2 separate regions of the Anas platyrhynchos genome follow, and region 1 is linked to region 2. Evidence: chromatin contacts called from public Hi-C data. All regions are on one chromosome and are shown on one strand. Each heading gives the region's core, a stretch centred on a gene start, on an enhancer-like site or on the middle of the called end of the contact. The rest is flanking DNA. Distances are from core to core; before and after follow the strand shown.

Region 1 (7,108 bases), core at 4,540-7,039, 150 kb after region 2:
GACAGGCTGCAGGCAAAGACACTCTGGAGTGTCAGTCACAAAAGCCTGCAGTGCTTGAAGCTCTGGGTGCTGTGGTCTGGTGACAAAGACAGTACTGAGAGATCTGGGGCTCTTCTTCAAATTACTTCCCCTATTAAACTGCCAATTGGCCTTGCATGAACCAAACTCTAAGTTCTGGTTTCAGGAGGTCCTGTTCTCAGTTACTTGTTGTGTGGATGTTTGCTGTGGAAGGAGAGATGATGCTGTGCTGCTACCACAGCATCCTCACCAAGAGGCAGAGCAGCCCCTTGCCCTCCTGAGAGCTGGCACCGCTTCCCCTGCAGCGTGTGCCTCGGGCTAAGGGGGAGCCAGGCTGTGCTGTGGTGGGGTTGTTCCACACTTGGACATCCTAGTACAGCTTATGGCTCAAAAGGTTGCTAATGCCCCGTGGGGTGGCCATGCAAGTGATTAGTTTGTGTCACGTGAGGTGTTTATGCGACAAATCTGGGCTGCCAAGTGTGGAAACTTTAGCTGACCCTTCAGCTCCAACCCATTGAAATAAGATCTGTCATGTCTAGTGCTAATGAAAATACCCCTCCCTTGACAAGCAGACGCTCCCTGGTTATTAAAGTGCTTTTTCAAGTACTTCCCCTGTACTTTAATCAAGTATTTCTTCAGGGTCTGCCTGTCGCTTCCTGTCCCCCTGCTACCACGGGGTGTCATCTCCCAACTTTCTCTCCTACCCCCAGCTCTGGAGCCACGCACAGTCACTGTCTTGCATGATGACAGTGGCATGCGAGTGACAGGCAGGCTGGGTGGGGGTGGCTGCTGGTGAGCAAGCCTAGTGACAGGATGGTGTGACTAAGAACCAGCTGGCTAATTAAAGCACAGGAGGAGGAGGAGCAAAGTATTTAAGGGTGCCAGAGAGGGGGAGAGAGGCCTCCACAAATTTCTTGTTATACTTCTGCAGCCAAGTGACTGGGCAGCACAGTGAAAGGGTTCCTTAACTCGTTAGTGCCTCGTATGGGGTGAAATCGAGGGACTAAGAAAATGGCACCATTAACTGAAAAGTCTGAATCAAGGTAAGGGCACTATGTTTGTTCCCAGTTGGTCGAAGCTGGATCTCCTGGAGCTGCTGTGAGCTGAGCTCCCAGGACTTCACGTGGCACTGGCATCTGCTGACATTGCTGACATGCAGTGAGTGGGTAGGTCTGTTGTGGCACTACTAACTGATTTTGAAATTGCTTCTCTTGTTTGTGTAAGTATTTCCAGTTGCTGCTTGAAAAGAGAGGGGAGGTATCTAAAATGGGCTTGTGCTTACATGGGCTTGTGCTTTGTTTTGGAGGAACAGTCAGGTCCTCACCTCCATACCCAAATTCTTGCATCTTTCTCCTGACTAATTTTACGGGAAGGAGTAGTTGAGAGCGGTTCCTAGAGCAGATTCCAAGGCTGTTGCTAAAATGAAAGTGAGAATGGATGTGGAACTCTCAGCAATAGGGAACTTGGTCACCTGAGGCTGGAAGAGTCAGGGAAGCAAGGATGAGGTTTGGTTTCTGGAATGTGACATCCTGCTACTTCTGGAGACACTTCAAGTGTTAGACCATTACTTAACCCAGCAGTTTTATTTTCTCTCAACATTTTCAGTACTTAGCAGAGGAGGAATCACTGTGTCCCCATTCCAGCATGTTAGGTGGCTTTAGAGGCAGTGCTGTCCAGTGAGGTTAGCCAGCCAGGACTTCAGCCTGGACTCCCTGGCAGGCGTGGCTTTATTGCCTGGCCTGGGATGCGTGACAGTGACCAGCCCTTCTGGGTTTTGCTGGGACCTTTTTGTGCCTGATATTTAGGTAGATGAACTGGTTCTGCGGGAATTTTTCCTGAGTAGCAGTGCCTCCAGCTTGGCAAAAGCTAAGGAGAATGACCCTGTCTAACTTCTAGTGCACCTCTGACAGGGCTATAGGTGGAGGTAGGGTATGCCCAAGTCCCCTTATGCGTAGCCTAAACTTAGCTTTTCCTGTGGTTTCTTGGAGGTCATTGCAGTTGTGTTTATATGAGAGCAACTTTCAAACTGGTTTTGCTTATTCTGAAGCCATCGTAAAACACCCATACAACTGACACACACACCTTGTTTGCACTGTGCTGGCTCAGTTAATTTCAGGTATTGCGTGAAGAGGCTTGAATCTTCCCTCTGTGTGTAATAGTATCAGCTATATGGCTTGCAAGGTGTAGCTTAGTGTTGGTTTGTGCAGAGCTTGAAAACAGCTAGTGCTAGCAGAGGTTGGGAATAAAAATTGTTCGATATGGGTGCCAGTGTGAGCATTCAATACCAGTGCAACTCTTCTGCCTTACACAACTAGGAATCCCAGAATGTATCTGGGTTTGTATAGGGTGATCTGTAGTATTAAAGTTATCTGCTTTATATGTCCGAGGCACACAAGAATCTTTTCTCTACAAACATCTCACAAAAAAATAGGCTAGTGCAGATCTGAACTTTGTGACACTAGTCAGTCTCTAATTGATATTTCTACTTAATGCAACTTCCACTTATTTACTACTTCACTGTTTGGGAGCATATGACAGCAGTGAAAACAGCCATTGTAGTCTTCACTATACAAAATCATGCAAGAGAAGCTGCTGGATGTTGTTTAGATGATCTAATTAATTGTATTTACAGAATGCCATTCACTGTATTAAATGCGATGTAGTGTATGTGTGCCCCTCCATCCTGTGGTTGGCTGAATAGATCCATTGTTATACATAATTAGGGCTTCTGGAACTTGGGTTTGTTTATTTACAGCAATTGTTCAGCAGAGACACAAGTGGCCCCATATCAGAGGTGTACACAGAGCTGAGCACAGCACACAGCACCCCAGCTGCACAGAGCGTACAAACAGTCTCAAACCAGATGGAACTCAATGAATCTTCTGTTTCTTCCAGCTGAAGTGTAAAACCAGCATCCTCGTGGCTAGGTGTGGTCACTGCAGATTGCCCAAAAGATTTCCCTTTTGCAGAAAGGTAAATCTGGCGTTGAATTAATTTCCCCTTATTAACTGTAAATTGTGGTTTCAGTAGCTATGTGTGCCCTGCTTGAGTTCCTGTGTCTCAGTTAAGTGTCCTGAACTGTCCCAGGTTGTGGCAGGCTGTTAAATCATTTGCTGCTTTCCCTCTGGAGCTGGCAATCCGAGAGCTGTGCCCAGAGTTCCCATGCACAGGCTGCTCATGAGGTGTTAGCGTACTTATCACAGATACATCTGAGCAGAAAAGCCCATCTCTAATGTTCTCAGATGCCGTGCCTTGGATCTCCTGCTAAAATGAGTACAAGACTTTAAAATATTCCAGATTTTTTTTCTGTCTGAATCTGCGATGTTCTATGAGCTGCTTGGGCATATAGGTGCGGCACAAAAGCATTTGTTTCTTTAGTAGGCACAGATGATACCCAAGCTGCAGCTAACGTCACTGTGATCTCAGCCACAAAATACAAAAAATAAAGGGTGGTCATGGCAGACTCAGGAGGAAGTCAAAGCCCAGTTACAGCGCATTTAAAAACCTATTGTCATAAGAAGAAATGTTTTTGACTGGAAAGCTGCTGATAAGAGTGGTTAACTTATTCAGAGGGAACCAGTGACCCACTGCATGTCAAGTTACTAATTTGTCTCCTCTGTGCCAAGCAACCCTCTGGACTGCTGTTTTACAAGCCCTGGATCTGTGGCTGAGCAGAAGGCTGATGGCTCACTCAAGCAGGAGCCACCTTTGAGCCCCGAAACCCTGCAGGTATAAGCCCTCATCACTTAATGAGGGTTCAGCAGCTGATGAAATTTTTCCAGTCTGTTTCTTTACAAGGGAGGTCTGTGTAGACATCAAGTCACTGTCTGAACTAGCTGTGTCTAGTAGGCAGGCCAGAATTAGAGTGGACCAAAGAAGCTGATCTGCATTTTAAACCTTGCCTTTTCAGCTCTTGGGCGTGCCAGCTGTAGGCTTTGCTCTGCTTCTGTGATATTAAGCAGAGTTTAGGGTTTGGACTGCCAACCTTTTAAAACCTACTGCTGTTTACTAGATTGTAATGAGCTGGATGACAACATGCAGACCAGTTGCTTTGGAAACATTTGTTTATGGGTTTGTGAAATGAAGGCTCTGAGGTGCGATCTCTTTCTGAAAATGCATGGAGGGGGGAGCACACGTGCTACTGAAACAGAAAAACAATGTTCATGCAAAACAGTGGAGTGCTAGCTGTTTGTAAACTAAATTTAGGCTGCAAGTCAGAAACTTTGTTCCAGCTATAAGAAAGGAGTTGTGGAGGCAGGCCATGTTACCAGTTTCAAGCTGGAACTTGAAATGTTCCTGCCCAGGATTGTATGACACAGTTGCCTGCAATAGCATGGGAGTAGGCTTTGATGACCCCGGAGATCCTTTTCTGCCCTGTGTTCCAAAGTGGTGACCTTGAACTCAGTTCAACTCAGGTTATTGGTAAATTTTGTTTACTCTGAAGTTGGTGACTGGAAGATGACTTGATTCAAAAGCATCTGGTTTCTTAAAGCCACATCTCCCGGTTTACATTTCCTATTTGACTTTTCTTATCTATGCAGTGACATGTTACTGCTAAATTGCACAGAACTTGGCACATGCCCCAGATATACCCATTAGGAAGAAAACAAACAAGCACCATATAAAAAAAAAGACAGCGATATTGCATATGAAATGTGCTATGCTTGTTTATTCCAACAGCTGTAAGTTCAATTATTTATAAGAACACACTATTTCAGCTTGTGTTCAGTGCTGCCATTTGTTTCATGTAGCTGAGCCTTTGCTGCTCTCTCTTTGCTGTTTTAACACTTGCTGAGGAGTGTGGGGAGGCTGTGTTGTTCAGAATCAGTATGACTCTTCTGTGTACTGCTTATTCATAGTCCTTTCATGACATTTATTCTTAGGAGCATAATGTCTTCTGAAGGAATGACAGAATGTTCTTTAACTCTTAAAATAAAAATGACAGCCAACACGTTTCTCTCTTATTTCAGGATAAGAGAATAATGATACTTAGAGAGAGATGATTGCATGGGTTAACCTGCAGCTGCCTATTAGATTCTAGTTATTTTCTATTGCCACATTTCATATGACAGTGTGAGAGGTGCAGCAGAGATGTACTTTCCAGAGACTTCCTTTAAACAGAACCTCCTGGTAGGAGACACTGGCTGCAGCGCAGCCCTTTGCCTTCTTTCCAGCTTTGGGAACCCATGTTGCCAGCACAGCTGGTTGAGCAGAGGATCTGGATCAGAAACACTGGTGACAATGTGAGAAAGGGTCTGAGCCAGGGACTAAAAGACTGAGTGCCATCAGTGATGTATGAAATCTGACGAGTTTTTGTGATTGCCGATCCTCCCTTAAGTCTGAAAGTCTCTCGTTTTTCTAAAAGCCTTATCTCATAGATTATTTATACATAAGATTTTTTTCCTTTTAAATGCAGCCACTAAACTCTTAAAGCTCTTGTACATGGAGAGAAACTTTTGCAAATATAAAAACTCAAAACTGGGAAGCTAACGTAGGAGTCTGAGTCTCAGGGATTTAAGGGGCCTGTCTGATAAATCTTGAATGCTTGTGGTTAGCAATTGTTTTTAAATCCTAAGCAAGTCATCAAAGCTATCAGTAACAAGAGAAGAAACCAAAGGAAATTACTCTTCCCCACGTGTACATTAGACCACCGAAAATAACCACTGCCTGTGACTCTTAGCTGAGATACCAGTGACTTAAGAGCGTGTGTCCTTACTTGGGACTATTAATGAGCTGTTTGTTACCTCTGGCCATTGCAGGGGGAGTACTTGAATGTTTAGAGCATGTGAGATAATCCAGAGACATGTTGCACAGCAGTAGTCACCACTTATCTGCATTCCTCCTAAATAGGGCTCTGAATCCGCTGTGCTGTGTTTCCACACCAAGTAGGGAAGGAGCTGCAGCCTTCGGAGAAATGTGCTGGGGTGAAAGGGAGGAAGGAGCCGTTGAACATCTGCCTAGATGCACGAGGGAACTGGCAAGGAGCTGGTGGACATTAAGTACAGACACTGGCATCTTCAGGACTACAGTTGCTGGCATATGCCCTTAGGAATTCATTACCTTTCATTGTGTTTTGAATGTTTGCAGCTTTGAAACCGTTGTTGCTACATCTGTCGTATTTCAGGAAAGGCATGAAAGCCTGGCAAGGAGACAGGGGACTGCTGGTTACGTCAGGGAGCTGGAAGGAGATACTTGGGTGATTTTGTGTGTGTGTGGTTTGGTTTTTGTTTTGTGTGATCTTGGCAGTACCAGTTTTCAGTTTCTAAGACTGACACGAGGGATCTCTTTCTGGTTCCTTTTGAATGGCTCAGTTACGAGGTGTGGGTGAGCATACTGCCCATGTCTATGGGACCGGCTTCGCTGTGTCTACAGGAAGTTCTCTAGAGCAATTGGGAGCAGCAAGTGCTTCCAGATCCATCCCTTTTGCAGCCCATGGGCAGGCTGTCTGGCTAACCTGGCAGAGATGCTCTGCTCAAGGATGCACCACCCAAATACTCGCAGAGCACTGACCTCGTGTGTACATCCCCAAGTGCTAGAGGGCAGCACTCTGCTGTGTGGGGGCCATGGAGCCAAATGTGCTCTGTCTGAACCAGGTGTCTGGTCCCAAGAGCAGCCTTAGGCTACTCCATAAAATACAGCATGGATGTAACAGCACTTCAGTGTGTGGTTTAGATTAAGCATGTGGGAGACAGGTAGGAATAACTCCGTAGCCCTGATGCCAAAAAGGCACTGAAGCATGTTCTCAACTTCAAACATGCACCATAATTTCTTCAATCTAAACAGCAGGTATTTCTACCTGTGCGCAGTGAATCTGCACAAAGAACTGCAAGTGACCTACATCAACTTTAAAATCAACTTTAAAACTGAACCTCTGGAGTTACAGGAGTTGAAGCACTCTGGACTGTTTATGGTAACCCCCAGCCCTCTGAATCCATTCTTTGTAAGGGAACCTGTGTTAAGTGTGCATTCACTGGAGTGCTTGAGTAATGCTGATTGGCTTCACAGTTAATGAACGCTGAATGCTTGTTATTTTAATTGAATTCTGAAATCAGAATGGGGATATGTAGAAAAGTCATTTTTCTACATCTAG
Region 2 (6,901 bases), core at 4,113-6,612:
GCTGCGCCAGCCAAAACCTGCATCAGCGCTCTGGCACTGCTGTGCCCGTCGTGTGGGGCTTTAAATAACCCAAAACATCTCCAGGGCGCTGTTCTGCAGGACGGAAGAGCGCAGAGGTGGCTCCCACACCTCTGCTCCCCGTGGCTGGGTTCCCTCTTCAGCGCCTTCCCACATCACAAACTGTTTGAGCAGGGGGCTTCTCAGTTCCAGCTGGCTTCATTAGCTGAGGGACAAATCCCACCAGGTGGTGAGCAGCTTCAACCTGACTACTGAAGCATATCGGGAGCAGCCCAATAAAAAGAAAATACTTCCTACTCATGCTAGCAATTTGGGGAACACCTGTAAAAGCCACGAAGGAGGGTAAATGCTAAAAACAAGCAGTTTTAATTTTTTCCTAAAAGTGCATCCCCTAGTGTGTGCACCTGTGAAAACTGGATCTCCTGTTAGGCATTCACAGTGAACCCTTCACTTCCTATAGGCGTGCCCGGTCAAATTGCGTAAGGCTTTAAAACCTTCCTGCTCCAGGAGCTTTGGTGCGTCACTGAGAAGTTTAATGTGTGAGGCGTGCTTGCTAGAAAGCAGCTGTTTGATCTCATTTTGTTTGCATCAAACTAAGCCTCAGCGCTTAATTTTGCATAGTCAGCGGAGAGTTCATGTGAAGTAAGCAAGTTCTTTAACATCTGCCCATTATATCTTCACATTGCCACCTTTAAAATTGGGCAACTTAACACACACCTGCAGCTGTGCTTTGAAACTGGCAACTGTGACACTCTTTGTTTAATATGTTGGCAACAAGCTGCTGGACAGCATGCCAGAGTGTATGTAGTGAGTTAGGATGGGTAGCATTTATCTCCAAAGTCAAAGATCTGCGGTCATGCAGAGCCTGCTTTGTACAAAGCTTGTATAAATCTTTCTGTCTAAGGGTAAGAAAATCAATCATGGGAGAGTGCTTGGAGCAAAGGTGTCCAAGCTATAAAACTGTTTTTCTTTGCTGAGTGACTGGTGAAAAATAGAGACCTTCATAATTAATATCGTTCTGTAAATGATCAGTGTACAGTCTGAGGGGAGCAGTTACCAGTGACGCATATTTGTGGTGCCAGTTGTTGAAAACTGTGTGTCCATCTCTGTGAGGCAATTAAGATGTTTGTATACCACCCCATTACAGTAAAATTAACATGTTTGTATACCACCCCATTACAATGAAGTCTGTCTGGAGGAGAACAGAAGACACATTGTCACATAAAAGCGGATCAGTGTGATAACACAGGGCCTTCTGATTTTCCATTTTTCCTTGCTTGGTTTCCCTGCATCTGATTTTGACAATGAATATAATTAACCTTCTATCTAGCTTTCGTATGATTTCACAGTCCTTATGTGTGACTGAGTCATGATTATTGCATATACTGTTATGTCAGCTGCATTTTCACAGATGATATATAATTTCTGTATCAGTGGCTATCTTCTCATCTTGCTTGTATTACTGGAAGCAGCAGCATCTCTTGCACCAGAGGAAAAAAAAATATTGTGTTACAGGTAAAATAAAATATTTACAATTTATTTGACTTCTCATTTCAGGGCATAGTTTTATCTGGTTAGTTTTGTAGGATTAGATCTGGCACTTTTATTCTGCTATTAAAAAATAATTTTCTGTTGTGTCTAAGAAGTTAGGAGAGCCTTTCTGTCATTTCTGCCAAGAGAAAAGTCTGTCATTGAGCTTGACATACATTTCATTAATCTTTCTTATTTTGGAAAAAATTAATATCAAATCTCATTTTCTGAATCGCTTTGGGGTCAAAGGAGGGAAGTCAGTTTTTCTTCTTGGGATCTCAAGTCTGCCTCCATCCTTCGCTGTGCTCACAGAGCTCCCTCTTCACCTTCACTCACAGTCAAGTGGCCCCACTTGTGTTGTCTCTGGGTTATCTGTGTTTTTCAGGACCCAAATGTTCTACCATCTGTCCAGGCTTCCTTCTGTATAGGAAGTAGTGATGGGCAGCAGCCTCTCTGTTTGTTTAATTAAAAAAGGTAGTAGTTTTCTTGTTTAGTCTTCATGGAACATCTTACTCACCTGCTTCCCGTGCTTTTGGGATTGCTAGTAGATGAAAGGTGGTTGTTGGCAGCAGCCTAATTCCCAGCGTAATGGGTCAGCTGATTCATCTTTGTGTTAGCAAGAGGAATTCAAGCCCTTCCCCACATTTGCATAATGTTTTACAGGACTGCCTTAATTATCAGAGAAGAGAACAGGGAACTACTGAGGTAATGCTATAGTGAAAACCCAAATACTACCAAAAAATAATGAGGTGTACTGTTAATTGCATACCACACTGATATAAAAATATCCCTTCTCTAATGTTAGAGTGATAATGAAAGTTATCATCAGGTGTTCAAAAATAGCACACCGGAGACTGCTGTGTGCTTGTTAGTCACTATGCAGAAATACAGAAATCCAAGCTAAAATAGAAGTAACTTCACAGAATAACTGGCAGTGAAGAGTGACTGAGAGAAATGTACGCAAGTTGGCATATGTAGGGCAACAGATACTTTGTAGTTAGAATTTTAAAGTCACTGAAGATGGGGAAATAGAGACACATATTGAACAAAGGATGTAGGTGGAAATTTAAAAAAAAAAAAAAAAAAAAAAAAACAGAAACCCAAGCACTAGAAAACCCCCAGAGGTACGACGTAATTGGCTGAGGTAAATGTTGACATTTTTAAATTGTAGAAATGTGTCCCCATGCCATTTATTTAGCTGTTCATTATTCTTGTATGTACCAGATCCTTTGCTTCTGATGGTGGGAGCTAACAAAACAAAACAAAACAAAATAATAATAAACAAAAAATAAGGTTGGAAAAGACCTCTAAGACCATCTGGTTTAACTGTCCCCCAACCACCAATGTCACCCACTACACCATGTCCCTAGGTGCCATGGCCAACCTTTCCTTAAACACCCCCAGGGACAGAGACTCCACCACCTCCCTGCACAACCTGTTCCAATGCCAAACCATTCTTTACAAGAAGAAATTTCTCCTAACTTCCAACCTGAAGAGGCTGTACAGTAATTCCCTCAGATATCAGTGAGAATATATCAGTAATAAGTTGGAGCAGGCTTTTCCTGAAAATAGAGTGGGTTTTGAAGTTTTGTTTGTTTGTTTGTGTGTACTTGTTTTTGTTTTACTTATTATTATTACTTATTTATTATTATTATTTATTATTTTATTTTTACATGATAGCCTGTTACCCAGGAGAAAAGGAAGTGGCACATTGTAGCACATTAAATTCTGACATGCAGGGTAAATGCTCTGTGTCTGGAGGAACAACCCAGAAATGAAAGAAAAAAGAAGGGGCAGGGGGAGGACCAGAAATACACTGAGAAAAATAAAAGAATCAACTGAATAAAAATGCAAAAAAGTGGAGAAAAGTAAAATGAAATTTTTTTTGTTAGTGAAAAACTGGAGGATTATTTAAAAAGGTGGCAATTAAATAAGAAATGACAAAGAAAGTTTAAAGTTTAGGAAGGAGCGACAGACAGGTATATGGACAAGAGAAATCTTTATTTATAGAAAGTGTGAGGTAACAGAAAATTCCAAGAAAATGGAGTACCTTCTGATAAGTGAGCGAGAAAAGTTGATACTAAATCCCAGTAAATGATTATAAACCTCTCATTTTCTACATAGAGGAGGACATTTCAGAATAGCTGCCAAGGATAAATTCTGAAAAAAAAAAAAAAATCATTTATTTCTTTGCCATATTTACATCTCTTTTGTATCAGAAAAAGATGCCACAGATTGCCTTGTTAAAAGGAGGAAAACTTGTTAAATGCAAAAAATAAAAAATTCTGAGCTGTTTCAAGGCACTGAAATGAGATGTAAGAAATTACTCCATGGCCCAGAGAACAGGAGCTGAGTTTGTAGGTTTGAGGGGTTCTGCCTCCTTGTTTTTTCTGGAGTTATAGTAAACCTAGTACTTCAATAAAGAATAGATAAAAAAAAAATTATAAGTAATTTTGCACAGTCAAATGTATTCCTTGAATAGTTTAGAGAACGGTTCTTATACTTTATCATCAGATATATCGTATCTTGAATAACTGCGCTGTATTTTGAACTGTTAACTCTAATGTGTGTTGACTTTATCACTACACTTATCCCTAGCTGTGTTAGCTGCTTTTGCAAATGCTCTGAAATATCCTTAGATGGAGGGTCCTGGCTGTTTTCATGTCCTGGCCAAGACTGTATAGTTCTCCAAGAATTAAATCAAGGTGCTTAAAAGGGCAGTCTTGCATCCCCTCTTACCGGTGCTCCGTTCTGGCTGCGGGGTGTCCAAACACCCACGTCAGGCTCTAAGGTTACTCAGATGGTGCTGGAGAAGCCAACAAGGCAGGATCCCTGCGCAGGCATTGCCCTGTAAGTCAAGTGCCATACCAGCACGTTGAGGAAAATTGGAACTAGTCAGTAGTGACACCCCAGCTTACACAGACACATTGCAAACATTTGCAGGAAGAGAGATGTTGCCAGAGCAGTTATCTGTGAGGCATTTGTCTTACTTTAGGCACTGTACAGACCATCATGAGGGCTTCAGATCCACTGAAGGGAAGGCACCAGGAACAGGCCTTGCTGTGTGTGCTGCTGTGCAGGCTTTGCTTTTGAGAATGCAGGAGAAGTGCCAGGAGGGAAGCGCAGGGATGCGACAAGGATTGCTCATCTCTGCATGTGTACAAGGGGCAGGGAAGAGGAGCTTGGATTTGGGGAAGGTGAGGCTCTGTGGTGTACCCCTGCACCCTGCTGGCAGCTGGCCGTGCCCATCATTGCTGGCAGGTGCTGTTTTGTCATCCGCAGACAACCAAACCACCACCTTTGTAATCACTTAACTCTGATTAATTAGTGACTTAACTCGGCCTGGTTTGAGGTGAGTTGTGTGAGTAGAAGTTTGTGCGTGGCACTTTTGCCTCTCATATTTATTGTAGATGTTTCTGTGGCATGCCAGTTTCTTTCTTTAGTTTATAAAATTAAGGTAGGATCATGAGGTAGAATTAACTGAGGTGAAATTAATGTTTCTGTGTGGTGTTTCACAGAAAAATGGCACGTGGAGCTGTAGGTATGGATGACATAGTGGTACAAGCCTGAGACGTGCTGTACAACCTCCAATTTAACTGAAATATATGATAATGAAAGGTATTTGGGGCCCTTGGTGAAAACACAGGCTCTCCAGCTGCTTCAGGACATTCCAGCATCTGGATGATCTATGGCTGTGATTAGTTTCTGCTTTTGACTGAAATCATGCTCAGAGTCAGGTTTCAGGTCAGAGGCATGCTATCTACTGCTCGGGCTTAAAACTAAGAAAGAATGTGCTCGCACTGACCTCTCAAGGCAGTTACACACACTGCTTTGCAAGATCAAACTCGTGTCATGATATTACATTACATTCCTCCTGCCTACCCCCTGCAGTGAGAAGCAAAGAAAATCTAGATGTGACTCCTGGCTTTTCTTTTTTTCCTGTGTAACGCGGGGCAGAAGTGTGGCAGCGCTACCATCCTCGCGGTGTAATCGCACTGCGTGAGGCAGGCAGCCTTCAACACAGGGCCCCTTCGGCTGCTAACTTGCTGCTACTGTGCTTGGCTCAAACATGTTTGTAACAGAGCAGTGCCATGTCCTTATGTACCTACTGACAGCCAAATAGAGTGAAATGTAATGTCACCAATTGCAGATACGCATGGAAGTCCTTGTGCAGGCAGATTTCAAATATTAAACATTTTTCACACTTGTAACACTTAGTGCCATTTGTGGGAAAATATAATCTCTTCCCTCTGGTCCCTTGGTTTTACAAAATAATTTTACAGCTCAGCTTTGCTTCTTTTATGAGCAAGCATGTCCTTTCCTTGGTGTCATTTACAGCTTGGGTCAAAGTCACCACTTTCTGTTCACTGCAGCCCAGACCAAAATCACACGTGACCCCAGAGGCCCTGAGCCGGGCCCTTGGGACTGGTGCTGCAAGCGGCGTCACTCAGCACAGCTTCTGACTTGGTACCTTGAGGTGGAACCTGCATACGAGGTGAAATAACTAGACTGGAAAATCTGAATTGCATTTCATGGGGTAGGGAAGCCTGCCTGGAGATGGAATGGCAAAAATCCTGCTATTTTGTGAGCTCCAAGGATTTTGTTTGCAAACTCTGAAGTGATTTTTACACCATTAATGTCTGACAGTGTTGTCTGGTTCCTTTTTTTTTTTTTTTTAGCATAAAGCAGCTGCATCATGATAAATATGGGGGCAATGAGGGAGAAGGTGAGAAGATAATCATTTGCATACAGAAATGGGAGCTGAGGCAGTAAAATCTAGGGGACAGTTACTATATAGGAGCTTGGGAGCCAGAAGTGCCCATTGCATTTCTGTCACTGGCATCTTGGGTAGGAGCAAGTTGTCCATATAGCTGGAGCAGTGGCAGAAGCATGCTTTGGGCAGTATCTTAGCTCTTCTGACGTAGCATTTGATAACAGTTAGATAGTGTTATTCCGCTCCTATCTCTGCCACTGACTTTGGGGAAGTCATTTAACATTTATATCTCAGTTTTCCACTTCTGTCATACTGACTGATGATATTCGACTGGCTAAGTTTGCTTATAGGACACCCACAGACAGTCTTCAGAGGAAAGACAGGAAAGCCCTTGCTCTTTGAGGAGACAGCTTCGAGAGGAAGCTGGAGAGTGCATTTCCTGACCTAGAGACTGAACTTTGGAAAGGGAGGAAGCGTTCAACTAGCCTAGGGGGGAGGAGGAAAGTAGCTGTCTGTGCTGTTTTCTAATAATAAACAGAAGTAATTCTTTAGATGAGGTGAGTTCATGCTGCTGAGACCTCAGATATAGCAGCAAAACATGATTGTATTTTATATCAATCCTGTTCATCAGGAAAGTTG

The links. A called contact is a pair of places that touch in the nucleus more often than the background predicts.
Region 1: a Hi-C map of skeletal muscle shows a contact between it and region 2, with 2.2 times the contacts expected there. The contact joins two enhancer-like sites. A contact is called at or near these places in 5 of 8 Hi-C or Micro-C datasets (F5 follicle, liver, skeletal muscle and 1 more).

The regions. Positions count from the first base shown.
Region 1 is chr6:20,173,407-20,180,514 of IASCAAS_PekinDuck_T2T, forward strand. All of the region lies in intron 6 of SORBS1 (sorbin and SH3 domain containing 1), which reads left to right. Among named protein-coding and RNA genes, the nearest start is that of PDLIM1, 74 kb to the right of the region's middle. Within about 2 kb of position 5,790, at least 7 of the 8 cell types and tissues checked have an H3K27ac peak or open chromatin away from gene starts, as enhancers often do.
Region 2 is chr6:20,026,014-20,032,914 of IASCAAS_PekinDuck_T2T, forward strand. All of the region lies in intron 2 of SORBS1 (sorbin and SH3 domain containing 1), which reads left to right. Among named protein-coding and RNA genes, the nearest start is that of EIF3F, 4.0 kb to the left of the region's middle. Within about 2 kb of position 5,363, at least 1 of the 8 cell types and tissues checked has an H3K27ac peak or open chromatin away from gene starts, as enhancers often do.